Regions from separate parts of the Sus scrofa genome. Here all the other regions are linked to region 1. The links are chromatin contacts, called in public Hi-C and HiChIP or PLAC-seq maps. All regions are on one chromosome and are shown on one strand. The core of a region is the stretch at or near the end of the contact, and the rest is flanking DNA. Distances in the headings are between cores, read along the strand shown. Region 1 overlaps MYLK2 (myosin light chain kinase 2, skeletal/cardiac muscle). Region 2 overlaps HCK (tyrosine-protein kinase HCK). Region 3 overlaps CCM2L (cerebral cavernous malformations 2 protein-like).

Evidence for each region. A called contact is a pair of places that touch in the nucleus more often than the background predicts. HiChIP or PLAC-seq counts read pairs in DNA pulled down with a chosen protein or histone mark.
Region 2: a contact with region 1 is called in an H3K27ac HiChIP or PLAC-seq map of alveolar macrophages. The contact joins two enhancer-like sites. A contact is called at or near these places in 3 of 47 Hi-C or Micro-C datasets (epiblast stem cells, fetal heart ventricle and mesenteric adipose tissue) and 1 of 2 datasets of contacts at active chromatin or transcription factors (alveolar macrophages).
Region 3: a Hi-C map of retroperitoneal adipose tissue shows a contact between it and region 1, with 2.3 times the contacts expected there. The contact joins two enhancer-like sites. A contact is called at or near these places in 3 of 5 promoter capture datasets (fetal liver, fetal skeletal muscle and liver), 33 of 47 Hi-C or Micro-C datasets (adipose tissue, alveolar macrophages, blood and 16 more) and 2 of 2 datasets of contacts at active chromatin or transcription factors (alveolar macrophages and skeletal muscle).

The regions. Positions count from the first base shown.
Region 1 is chr17:35,512,393-35,516,775 of Sscrofa11.1, reverse strand. MYLK2 (myosin light chain kinase 2, skeletal/cardiac muscle) reads right to left here. Exons shown (of 12, transcript XM_013985219.2): 12 at 3,680-4,383. Among named protein-coding and RNA genes, the nearest start is that of MYLK2, 15 kb to the right of the region's middle. Within about 2 kb of position 2,030, at least 33 of the 83 cell types and tissues checked have an H3K27ac peak or open chromatin away from gene starts, as enhancers often do. A contact at or near this core is called in adipose tissue, alveolar macrophages and retroperitoneal adipose tissue, where this site is marked.
Region 2 is chr17:35,724,095-35,728,477 of Sscrofa11.1, reverse strand. HCK (tyrosine-protein kinase HCK) reads right to left here. Exons shown (of 13, transcript XM_021078145.1): 2 at 1,547-1,667. The coding sequence starts at 1,666. Among named protein-coding and RNA genes, the nearest start is that of HCK, 18 kb to the right of the region's middle. Within about 2 kb of position 1,842, at least 2 of the 83 cell types and tissues checked have an H3K27ac peak or open chromatin away from gene starts, as enhancers often do. A contact at or near this core is called in alveolar macrophages, where this site is marked.
Region 3 is chr17:35,687,256-35,691,638 of Sscrofa11.1, reverse strand. CCM2L (cerebral cavernous malformations 2 protein-like) reads right to left here. Exons shown (of 10, transcript XM_021077713.1): 8 at 4,381-4,383; 9 at 3,284-3,433; 10 at 1,264-2,443. The coding sequence ends at 3,320. Among named protein-coding and RNA genes, the nearest start is that of CCM2L, 18 kb to the right of the region's middle. Within about 2 kb of position 1,883, at least 14 of the 83 cell types and tissues checked have an H3K27ac peak or open chromatin away from gene starts, as enhancers often do. A contact at or near this core is called in adipose tissue, alveolar macrophages and retroperitoneal adipose tissue, where this site is marked.

The DNA.
Region 1 (4,383 bases), core at 781-3,280:
AGTAAAACATAAAAAAAGGAAAGAAAGAAGAAAAAAAAAAAAAACCACCAAAAACCTTTCCACGGTTTCCTATGGCCCCAGTTCAGCCTGGCATTTGAGGCTTCTGTCAACTTCTCTAGATTGATTTCCTGCCTCATCATATGCAAAAGCCCCACTGGGATGACAAGCTTGTTCTCAGCTCCCTGGAGCAGCCTAGAACACCCCCTTCTCTCTTTCTGGAAGAGGCCTCCTCCTCATTTGCTCTAAGCATGGAAGTCACTCCCCCTGGAGAGGAGAGACCAGGACCTAGTGGCTTCTGCCATGCCCTTCCAGCTCCACCATAAGCCCCAGCCTCCCACCGCCGGGGTCCCAGAGGCTGTGAACTCTCTGAGGGCCGAGACCATGACTAATTCATCTCCAGTCTCTGGCTTAGGGCCAGGCCCAGAAAAGGGGCTCAACAAATAGGGATCGGATGTGTCTGAAGTCAGACCGCCTGCTTTGCCATCCCACCCCAGTACTGACTGGCTGGGAACCCACAGCCTTGTCCATAGAGTCCTTGTGCCGCAGTTTCCTCATCTGAGAACTGCTGGTAATGAAATACCCAGTCACGGGGTGGGGATGAAACGAATGTACACATGGGAGTCCCTGGGTGCAGGGCTTTGTGCTCCATAAATAACACGGGCGAGAGTGAAGGAAGGAACAGGTGTGCGGGCAACTGCACAAGCGGGAGCTCGGTCCAGGTGGGCACATCCTTCAGGATGGCCCTGGCCACTTCATACCGTCGGGGCAGCCCTGTCGCTGGTTGAATCTTTTCCCACAGCTGCCCTGCTGGGTCCAAGGTGGCCGGTGGAATTTGAGGCCACTGGACGCCGACAGGAAAAGGCAGCGTCACCAGCCCTGGTGTAATCCAAACCAGATGCGGCCTCAGACCCATGGGGGTGGTCACTGTGGGCCTGGCCAAGGCCCAGAGGCAGGAAATAGTCTTGGAGGAACGCGCTCTGGGCTGGGGCTGGGACCAGTCGGGAGGAGCTGGCCCGTTGAGGGCATTAACTCTTCTCAGCCCGTGAGGGGGGCCCCGGGTGCTGTGCGGGAGAAGCTCGTGGCCCTGGGCTCCTGGGGGTACCGAGCAACTTGCAGGGAAGATCACAGCATGGCGGTTGTGCCAGACACCATGCAGGGGGAGCCCACGACACAGGCACCGCGGTGGGCAGGGCCCACCAAGCAAGGGGCAGGGCATGGCTGTTGTCTGTCATCCAGGACTTGCGGAACGGCAGACCCAGACCCAGAGCTTTAGTCCTGGCTCTGGCCCCCGCTGGCCAGCCCACAGGAGCATGGACCACTCCCTCATTACGGCAGCTCTGAGGTTGCTGGGCCTGGGCGCTCTAGTGAAGGTCACGGGCCTGGGCCCCTGCCTGCGGCGGGACTGAGACTCAGTCCTTCGCCAGCGGCTGCCACCCAAGCTTCCTCCTGGGCAAGCTCTGTGGCCCTCAGGGAGCAAAATCTCTCTGAAACCCCATCATTTCCCCATCCATATCGTCAAGTCCCCATCCTTCCCCTCCAGGAACAAGGGGAGGCCCAAAGGAGGCACCGGATGAGTCCAAAAGAACTGTCTAAGATGTGCTCCCAGGAGGGGATAGAGACAGAGGCCATGGTCAGCCCCGTTCCCTGGTTCTGAGTGGGCTTCCTTCCCAGGACATGTTAATTGGCTGTGTGGCCTTGGGCAGGTCCCTTTCCCTCTCTGAACCTGTTTCCTCACCTCGGAAATATGGTGAATGAGCTCCCTGTCCCAGCGCTCGATTGTCATAAAGGCCCTCATAGAGGAGCATTAGAGGACAGTTGTCATCTGCGTGTGACAGAGGAGGAAACTGAGGCTTGAACGGGGAGTCCAGAGTCCCGGGTTCTAGTCCCAGCTGTCACTGCGGAGGAGACGTTTCGTTTTGGCCTCGGTTTCCCCAGCTGGAGCCGGGCCCTGGTTCTCTGCACTGGCTGGACCTCATTTCCTCACCCCTCCACTATGGCCATGACTCATCTCTCATCATCACGCTGTGTGGCCGAGGCTCAGGCTGGGCGGGGGCCAGCAAGGCTGAGAGAACTCAGAGGAAACCACAGGCCTGGCCCAGCTGGCAGGTGGCGGGCGGGCAGGCGGGCGGACAGGCAGGCAGGGAGCCACGGCCCAGGGGGCCTTGCCCATGAGCACATCTCCCACCAGGAGCCCCAGCCAGGCTCCCCAGGCCCCCCAACAAGCTCCAGTAGGCTCAGCCCCTCAAAGTCCCCCATACCCTGCCCCATGTGGCACCTGTTGCCGGGGGAACTCCATACCCATCTGCTGAAACAGAGCAGGAGTGGGAGTGAGGACCCCGCCTCGCCCTCCAGGCCAGTGATCAGGGAGGCAGGCAGAGAGGGATGAAGGCTGAAGGTCTCTCTGTCCAAGAGTACTCGGAGGCAGACAGGGTCGCTGTTAAGAGCAGGGGCTCTGGGTCCAGACTGTCTGAGTACAAATCCTGGCTCTGCCGCAGATGAGCTGCGGGACTCGGAGCGAGTGGCGTCACTTCCCTGAGGCTTGGCTTCCTCGTGGGAGAAATGGACGTAACTCAAGTGCCCACGGTGCCATCACGTGAACGGCCGATGTGATCGCAAACGCACAGAGCTGGGCCAGGGCGGGCACCCAGTAGGCGCTCCGTGCATGTGAACTGCTGTGAACCTCAGCAGGCGGATCAGCAGGCGGACAGGGTGCCCCCGTTGGGCCGGTCCCACTTCTGACTCAGTTGTCCTCACGGTCAGAAAGGCTGCACCCTGTCAGGGTTAAGCTCCCTTGCCCTCTGGGTGGAGCCCCTCCCCTGCACGGCAGGCCTGGGCGAGGCCGGCTGGGGCCTGTCAGGAAAACCAGAGGACAGCTCTCTCCCCCAGGCCTCCCAGGAGACCCCCGTCACTGCAGGGCCCAACTTCTGGCTCGACCTGGGGGCCAAGCTTCTGCTTCCCCCTTGTGCTGGTGAGAGGTCCGTGGGCCCATGGGCAGAGCCTTGCTCTGGGAGAGAGAAGATTTCAAGCCCCAGCTTCCAATTTGTTGAAAAGCCTTCAAGTTCCTTCCCCTCATAAGCCTCAGTTTCCCCCTCTGTAAAACAGGAACTATATCTACCTCACAACCTTGCTGTGGGGGGTCAATGAGTTGTACATACGAGCGTTGAAATAGAGCCTGCATCCAGCAATCGCCCATAAATTCTGGCTGGTGTGGGGACCTCCAGCTCACAAATGGACAAACTGAGGCACAAAGCGGGGGACCACTTGCCCAGATCACACGCTGGGCAGTCTGGCTTCTGAGGCCGCGTCGGTAGCACCAAGGGCTGCTCAAATGCCTGCCCCCTTTGGAGTTCCCATTGTGGCTCAGCAGTAACGAGCCCAACCAGTGTCCATGAGGACGCAGGTTCAATCCCTGGTCCCCCGCACTGGGTTAAGGATCCAGTGTTGCCGTGAGCTGTGGTGTGGATCCCTGACGTGTCTCGGGTCCCCGCCTTGCTGAGGCTGCGGTGTAGGCCGGCGGCTGCAGCTCCAATTTGACACCTAACCTGGGAACCTCCATATGCCACAAGTGTGGCCCTCAAGAGCAATAATAATAATAATAATAATAATAATAAAGCCCCTGGCCCCACGGTAGTCCTCCACCTGTGACTGTCCCCAAGTGCACACACAGAGAGGGAAGGAGGCCACTTCCAACCTGTACATTTATTTACAAGGCACAAGCTGAGAGCAGGTTGGGGGCTGCCTGACGGCCCTCCCCCTCCTCCTGGGCCGCGGCTGACCCTGGGGAGGGGGCCCGGAGTGCCTGGCTTGGGCCGGCTTGGCCCTCAGGCAAGCTCGGGGGTGGTCTCCCCTGTCCCCTAGGCCTCGCCCCTCCCCCTCCGCCAGGCCTGGGCAGGGCGTCCTCTCTCTCAGGCGGAGTTCCTGTGTGTTGGTGGTCGCAAGGAAGGTGGGCGGGGGGCCGGGCCCAGCCAGATGGTGTGTGCCGGGCCTTATCTGTTGGGATTGGGGAGGCGGGTGGGGGCACAGAGGTCCTCTTTCACAAAGCCTGCTCTGTCTCCCCTGGCAGCTGGGCCTTGGGACTCGGCTGTGCTGCCTTCCTGCCCCACCAAGGGCCTCCCATCCACAAGGGCGGAAACCCCACACGCCAGGACCCCCAGCCCTCCCACTCCAGCTAGGAGCAAGCCCAGGCCAGGGATGCCCCAGGTGAGGCCAAGCAGGGGTCACCAGAGCAGCAGTTCCAGAAGGGGGAACCGGGCAGGAACAGCAGGGCCCATGGCATCTGGGCTGTGGCTGTGGGACTGGAGCCCTGTCTGGGGAGGCATTAGCAGGATGGAGTCAAGGCCACATCTGAGGCGGCTCACGTCGGGGAAGCAGTCACTGCGCGGG
Region 2 (4,383 bases), core at 593-3,092, 210 kb before region 1:
GTGTCAGAAGGAGGGAGGTGACAATTCCGCTCTTCTCCCATCTCCAGAATTAGTCCTGTTCTAGGCACCATACCCGGAGAAGGGCAAGCAGGATGGAGAAAGGCCAGGAGCCCACGTCGTGTGAAAGATGATTTGGGAGAGATGGGTGGGTTGGGATAAGATCATTGCCTTCTATCTCTACAAGCTCTCATGGGGCAAAGGGAATGGATGTGATTGGGGTGAGACTAAGGGGTAGGTTTGGGATCCAGGAGTAAGCGTTGTGGGGTAAGAGGCTCCCCTTCAACACAAGGAAGAACTACCTAGGGGGAGCCAGGAAGGCGTGCACCGCACCTCTGGAGGCAGTAAGCAGAGGCTGTGCCTCCCTGGGCAGCCTCAAATCAGGGGATGGACTAAAGGACCCTGGAGGAGAGTGAATGAACCCCAGCCTCAGGCTTAGAAAGACCAGGCTCTGCGGCTTCCCAGTAGGAGCCCAGGGAGCCATTTAACCTCTTTGAGCCGCAGTCACTGGGGCTGTAAAGTACTGTGGCCTCACAGCTTTTGGTGAGGATTAATGAGGTAGAAACACCTCCCTCGGTGCCCAGAACGTACACATGTTCAGAGGACAGTCATGGCGATGACAACTCTTAGTGCTCTTAGCATGGTCATCGCTGTTACTAGTCCTGTTATTGTCACCACTGCTATTCCGACTGTCCCTGCTCCTCTGGCTGTCACAAGTGCCATGACCAGTGGGGCTGCTTCTATGGCGAGTGCTGCTACCAGGACCACCCCTATTGCCACCAGTCATGGTGACTCCTCTTCATGTCACTAGCATCTGGCTCTGCTGCCTCTGCGGGTTAAAGGATCTCCTGCCACTGGCGCCTTGGAACTTACAATGCTGAGTTTGAATCCTGGCTCTACCCCTCACTAACCATTTGGCCCTTAGCAAGTTATTTTAATCTCTCGGTGGCTCAGCTGAAACATGAGTATAATACCGATCCTGACCTACAAGAGCGCTGTGATAACAGTTAAGGTGTTAATAACCAGAAAGCCCTCAGGATAGTGCCTGGCTCATTGTAAGCTCTGCGTGAGTGTCATAGACGTGAGCAAATACTTCTACTAGCGTTACTACTGCTCTTCTTCACTCTTTCTGCTGTCGTCCCTGCTGCTCTTGGCGTTATGCTTCCACTAATATTGTCGTTACTCTTGCTGTTATCACCACCGCTGTGATTACCGTTACTGCTGTGATGGTGATACTGTTGTCATTACTGCCATCATCTTAACTGCTGTTGCTGTCATCTGCTCATTCTTCGCTCGCAGCACTTCTTATGCTAGTGCCCACGCATCAGGCCGGCCAAGGCCTGGGCAGTGGGACAAGGAGAAGTGATGCCCTTTCCCTGGGCACTTGGTGCAGGTGTATCCTGGGGAGTCTGGGCACTGCTGGTGACTGCAGCTCCATTTTACCCCACACACTCTGCTCACCTTTGGGAAAACAGGAGGCTGGGTGGGCCATTTGGGGCAGCCCCCCCCACCCCGGCTGCTACCAGCTTCCCTTTCTTGCCCCACTCACCCGCTTTCCTGAGGAGGATGTAGGATCCGGCACATACACGGGATTGTGTGGGTTGGTGTTGGGCTCGCTCTTTGAGACCTTGCCTCTATCCCGGAGGAACTTGGACTTTACGCAGCCCATTCTGTGGCAGAGAGAAGGGAGGTGAGCCTGGCTGGCTGGGAACCCCGCCTGGAGCTGTCTTCCAGACCCCTTGCCCCCAGGTTGGCTCCCTCTGCCTGCCCTGTCTTCCCTCCCCCTCAGCCAGTTTCACTGCCGCCCCCCCAACCCCCGCGCCGCCACGTGGTGCTCACTCTTCCCTTGTCACCACTGGGCTTCCCCACATCCACGTCTGCCACGCACCCACACAGAGCCGATAAGTTGTCATAGTTGTGCTACCAAGGCTTCCTGCGATGGGAGGTTTATTCAGAGAATAAATCTCTAGGATCATTGAAATGTAGCAGGTAGAGCCTCAGGCAGAGTGGGTGGTGGGAGCTTCGGGCTCGGGGGTCAGAGAGCCTGAGCTGATGTCCCCCCCGCCGCCGCCCGCTCCCCAGTCTCAGTTCCTCATCTGCGAAATGGGGGTAATAATACAACCTACACACAGGGTGTTGGGAAGATGAGAAATCACGTGGGCGGGGAAATACTCAGCACAGCCTCAGGCTCGGAACAAGCAGTCAAGTAAAACTATACTCTAATTATAAGTTAACATTTAATATTATCTGATAAAGATCAAGTCGCATCATGTGGCTCAAGCAATCAAGAAACCATATTCCTCATCTCATTTTATAATTGCCTTCTGTAGCTTCCTCCCTCCTCTTCTCTTTTTTCTTTTTTCTATCCATCCCTTCTTTCTCTCGTGGATCTACTTGGTCATTCATCCATTCATTTACTCAGTAAACATTTATTGAGAGCTTTTTTAAACCAGGCTTCAGGCAAGCAAGGTTATGTGCTGGTGGAACTTGCACTAGAGAGAGTAGGAGACACAGACAATAAACAGGTGAACAAATAAATAAATTTGGTTAAGGAAAAGCATGAGGACGATAAAAGAGGCTGTGATGGGGAGCAACTGTGTGGGCCTCTTTAGACAAGGTGGTTGGGAAAGGCCTCTCTGAGGAGGTGATGTTGGACCTTGGGCCTGACTGACACAGAGGAGCCAAGTTACATAACCCTCGGAGGGAACAGTGTTCCAGGCAGAGGGAACAGCAAGTGCAAAGGCCCTGAGGCTGGAATGTGCTTGAAAAGAACGAGGCACTGAAAGGAGGCCAGTGTGGCTGGAGATCACAGGCAGGAGAGAGGAGGGTATATGAGGAGGCTGCCCCCCTTTGTACAGACAGCGAGAAATTTGGACTTGATGCTAAGGATGATGGGAAAGTATGAAAAGTTTTGAGCAGAAAGATGACAGGATTCAATTTGCACTTTAAATAATCCCACTGGCTGCTGGGTGGAGTATGGACTTTAGTGGGCAGGGCAGGGAGCCCTGTCTACTGCACGAGTCCAGGCTTGAGATGATGGTGGCCTAGTCTGGGGTGGTGGTTAGTGAGGGGGAAAGAAGTGGGCAGATTAAGGGAGTATTTTGGAGGTAGAGCTGACAGACTTTGCTGCTGCATTAATCAAATTCAAAGATATTTAAAGAAAAGCGGTTTACCTAATCAAAGTCAAAACTTCATTGGTAAAGTGGCAAAAATGTTTCATGTCTTTTCTCAAAATGTGCACATGTATTTGCTGAGAAGTCAGCCGCATATGGAAGCAATTGTTTCCTCATCGCTGCACAACTGCAGTTTTCTTCTAAGGCGGTTAGAACTCAGTTATACTTATCTTGTTAAAATAAACATGTGTTTGTGGGTTAAGGAAAAAAAAAAAACAAATTCCTAGGCTTAGAGGAGTTTTTTTTTTTTTTTTAAAGATTCTTTTTATTTACAAGGATGTTTTTGTCTGTCCTGGTGGGAATTGGGAACAGTTTACCCCCTCAAGACTGAAGTGGTTTCTGCTTCATTCGCCTTTTATGAATAACTTAAGGAACTGATCCAGACTTCTGGAGTGCTGGATCATTAAATTTGAAAAATTATTGCAATTAATCACTGCTTTATAATGTACTCCTATGCATTTAAAACAAAACTCAACACCTCTGTGACGTGTAATATGTATTCCAGTGGTGGGAAATAAAACAGCATATTGTGCAGTTTTGTACAGCATAAAATTATATTACACTTCATATATTTTGATTCACTTCAGGGTGTTCTGGGATGAGCATGGCTGTGTGATATAGGGCAGCTCCCTCCACCTCTCTGAGCATCTCCTCGGTATCCCTTACATCATCTATTTACATGTTTAAGACAGGGATAGGTCTCTGAAGGCACTGTGTTCGTGAATGATCCATGGATGGTGGGGTTCTGCCTCCCAGGGCTGTGGTAAGCACAGAGGGAGTTGATGAGTGTAAGGGTGTCTACCACACAGTAAGCACTACAGACCTTAAAAACTTTTTTTTCCTATGGCCACACCCGTGGTATATGGAGGTTCCCAAGACGGACTGAATCTGAGCTGCAGCTGGGACCTATGCTGAAGCTGGGACAAGGCCTGAGGCCTTAACCCACTGCGCTGCCAGGTAGGGGATTGAACCTGTGCCTCCACAGCAACCCGAGCCACTGCAGTCAGATTCTTAACCCACTGAGCCATGGCGGAAACTCCCTGGAAACGTTAACCATGACCGTTTCTGTTTACTAGCAGATGTGGTGCTGCCCGGAGCATCAAGCAAGCACTGTTTGCAAATCCTTTGGCCCACAAGTTTAGAGATACCACAGCACTTGAGAAGTTAGCTTTCTAAAATTGGGAATTCCATTAGTTCAGTTTTTGCACACTAA
Region 3 (4,383 bases), core at 634-3,133, 180 kb before region 1:
ACACAATAGCATTTATGTAATGTAAACACACACACACAGTGTATATTTTGTCCAGGGACATATATCAACACATGGGGGGGGCATGTTGGGGGAGGGGAGGAACGTAGGGACGTGTGGAGTTCGAGGAATATAAAACAAAGGAAGACATTAGAAAGGCCTTGTATAGGGGAGTTCCTGTCGTGGCTCAGTGGTTAATGAATCCGACTAGGAACCATGAGGTTGCGGGTTCCATCCCTGGCCTTGCTCAGTGGGTTAAGGATCCTCCATTGCCGTGAGCTGTGGTGTAGGTTACAGACGCGGCTCGGATCCCATGTTGCTGTGGCTCCAGTGTAGACCGGCGGCAACAGCTCTGATTAGACCCCTAGCCTGGGAAACTCTATTTGCTGCGGGTGCTGGCCCTAAAGAGACAAAAACGGACAAAAAAAAAAAAAAAAAGACAGGCCTTGTATGGACCAATTATGATGGTCGTTCACCATGAACTGAGTATGAATCATGGAATTCTCTGGATCCTAAGCCCTAATAATAGCAATGCTATTATATTGACGTTGGTGTTAGTAGTTACCTACCTACCTCATGGTAAGTAGCCTGTCTGGCCATGGAAGCCCACATGAAGTTCACAACTAAATTTTAGCCCTTCTATGCAGTTCTCTTGCTTCTTCTCAGGGCTGCTGCTTCTTCTCCTTCTTCCTCTTTGTCTTCTTCCTCTTCTTCTCCTTCTTCTTCTTTTTTGTCTTTTAAGGGCCGCACCCTCAGCATATGGAAGTTCCTAGGCCAGGGGCTGAATCGGTGCTGCAGCTGCTGGCCACAGCCACAGCCACAGCCACGTGGGATCCAAGTTGCGTCTTCGACTCACACCACAGCTCACGGCAATGCCGGCTCCTTCACCCACTCAGCAAGGCCAGGGATCGAACCCGAGTCCTCATGGGTACTAGTCGGGTACGTTGCTGCTGAGCCATGATGGGAAGTCCTCAGGGCTTCTTTCTTTTAGCCTCTGAGGCTGTGCTTACCCCGAATTCTCTCCCACTCCAACCCTGTCTTCGGGTTTCTTTGACTATCCCGGATGTGATGGCTGTCTGTGGAATCTTGAGTACTGCTCTGTGGTCCTTGAGCTGGGAGCCGGGCTATAAGAGAGCTGTGAGGGGCAAGTCCTAGGTCCTCCTCTCAAACTGGGAGCTCCCTGAGGGTCTTCTTACATCTCACCCCCACCTCAACACCTGTTCCAGTGCACACAGGGTAAAGACAAATAAACTGAGTCCGAAAGTGTTCAGTGGGGAAAGGAACAGCATTTATTGAGCATCTATCATGTGCCGGACCCAGCAGGTCTTGCCCTTCAGGGATCCCTATGACCAGCCCCTGTGAGGTGGGTGGGACCAACTCAAGGGTCAGCAGAGGAAATGGGAGGCACCAGGAGGCCAGGACCCCTACCACAGAGGAGGCCTAGGTCTGTCCAGCTCCAAATGCAAGATCTGAACAAGCAGCTTGTTCAGAGCCTTGGGACCAGGACCGGGACACAGATCATCCTCCCGGGGATCCACTCTCAGTAGAAAGAAACTACTTTTCTACCCTGACCATCTAATCTCTGCCATCTGGGAAGATGAGACCCGGATTCAGAGCTTTAAAAATACCCTCTACACTATCTAGTAGAGTCAGTTTGAGGTAACATCTGAGGGGAATCAGGAGACTCCTTCAAGTTCCTTCTCCTTTTGAAGCGGTTTCCTAAACTGTGTAGTAGGAGGAGTAGAGGCCATCAGGCGCTGGGAATTCTTTTCTCAATCGGCCAGCAGGTGGCGCCAACTCTTCATCTATCCCTCGGCCTCCAGAAAGCCACGGAGTCTGGAAGAGGAGCGAGTGCCCGATCCCTCCGGGCTAGTGAGACGAAGCAGTTCGCAGCCCACCCGTGGGCAGAGGGGCTGCTCGGTCCCTGTTAGGGTTCCGCCCTCTGCAGGACATTCTCGGTACTGCAGGGCCCGGAGCCCCAAGGGTAGGGACAGAGACCACCGGAGGGTGGAGCCTTGGGGTTTGAGCAGGGGACCCTGGGGATGGAGTCCCACAGGCCAGAGTGAGCGAGTCGCAGAGGCAGGGTTGCGGGACCACCCTTTCCCCGCCCTTTTCAGGGGCGGCGGCGCAGGCTACAGGTAGTTGTCCTCGGCTGCATCGCCCCCGCCCGGGGACCCCCGGGACTCCTCGTCCGTGCTGTCGTCGTCGTCCGGGGCCAGCGCCTCGATGTCGTGCGTGATGTCGGCCAGCAGCCGGTGGAAGGCCTGCGCCTCGGGCCGCTGGGCCGCGCCATCGTAGCTGCGCACGGCGGACGCCGACGTGGAGCTCATGCTGCGCTTGATGCGGCCGAAGCTGTCGGTGAGGATGCCACCCTCGCGGATGCCCACACCCTCCAGGAAGCCCTCGAAGTAGCCGATGTCCTGGTCCGGGATGAAGGGCCGCATCCCTGTGGGCCGGGGAGCAGGGTGAGTCCTCGGGGGTCAACCCTTCCTTTCTCACGGAGGAACCACCTTCCCTGGAGAGTGGAGTTCAGATCTCCACCTGCCACTTGTGGGCTGGGTGGTCTTGCACGAGTCTCTGAGCCAGAGAATAATGGCATAATGCTCTGCACACAGCAAATGCTCACTGTATGTTAGCTTATTATTGTTATTATTATTGCCTCAGTGGTTACGTTCCCATGTATTAGTTGTGTAACCCTCCTTGAGTAATTACACTGAGCCTTACTTGTCACACCTGTAGCACTGAGACAACCTTTTCTGTTCTCCCGGTAGGGCTGTGAGGATTAAATAAGGTACTTAGCATACACTGAGTGCTCCCTTTGACTTCTGTTTGACTTCTGTCGCTACTTACTAGCTTTGTGACTTATGTACTTTGCTTCTCTAAGCTTGTTTTTTCACCTGCAAAATGAAGGCAAATAATAGTTACAGCTTCCCAGAACCGAGGGCATTCAATGAGATGATCCTTGGCACAGGGTAACCGCCAAATATATGTTAACTTATTAATATCACCAGTCCTGTTGCTGTTATCATCAGCCCTCCTCACTAGCTCTGTGACCGTGGACAAGTTCTGTCCCCTCACGGAGCCTCAGAATTCTCACGGAGTAAAATGGGAAGGATCACTGCTTTGCTGTGAAGGTGAGACGGCTATACCTGTGCTTTCTTTCCCAGCTCAGTGACTGCAGTCACCTCCCCTCCCTGCACCTTGGTTTCCTCCCATGCCTCATTGATCTCATGATGTTGGCTGCAGGATAGGGAGCGAACCCTCCCAGCCTGGATGAGGGGCTCACCAAGCAGGAGGAACTTGCGCCGGTCCCCGTAGAGCTTCAGTAGGCCTGCGCAGTAGTCCTGGATGGGCAGCCCCAGCCGGTACTCCCGCAGCAGCAGTGCAAACTGCTGTATCTCAAGGGGCCCCAGCTTACTCCGCAGCTGTGGGGACACTGCTTGAGATTAGTCCCAAGAGCAACACACCCCAAGCCCTCCAACCCCTGTCTAAAAGACCCAGAGCCGCGAGTTCCCGTTGTGGCTCAGCGGAAACAAACCCGACTGGTATCCATGAGGATGCGGTTCGATCCCTGGCCCTGCTCAGTGGGTTAAGGATCTGGTGTTGCCATGAGCTATGGTGTAAGTTGCAGATGTGACTCGGATCTGGTGTTGTTGTGGCTGTGGCATAGCCCTGCAGCTGCACCTCTGATTCCATCTCTAGCCTGGGAGCTTCCATAGGCTGAGGGTGTGGCCCTAACAAACAAACAAACAAATAAATAACCCAGAGCCCTCTCTAAGGGTGTATCTGGCCCAGTCCTCCTCTCACACCCCGGCCTATTCGGGGCCATCCAGACTCCTTGGGATGCATCTAAGTGCGGGATGTGCACTCAAGCTGCCAGATTTCAAATTCTTGGCCCCTTCACTGATCAGCTCTTTGATGCTGGGTAGGTGACAACCTTCTTAACTCTTGCTCTCCTCATCTGCAAAGTGAGGATAATGAAGGCACTTCCCTCTTGGGTTGTTGAAAGGATTAAAAGGAACGAACATAAAAGATGCACAGAACACAGTGCCTGCTATAAAGCCAGCATTCACTTAATGCTAGCTGACATGAGTTAGGGCCTTTCACAAGCTGACTCAGGTCACTCTCCTAACCTCATGTCTTCCCTGACCTCTGAGGTTTGTTTGGTTGTTTTTTCTTCTTTGGCTACTTTGTGGTGCTAGGGTTTGAACCTGTGTCACTGCTGCTGCAGAGACACTGATAATCCCATTGCGCCAGAGCAGAAACTCCGACCTCTGAAGTCTTATGCTTCAGTTATGTCCAGGACTATTCATGATTCCTGAAATACCCCAGGTTTGCTCCAGGCCTTTCCCTATGCTGTTTGCACTGCCCGCCCCAGCTTACCGT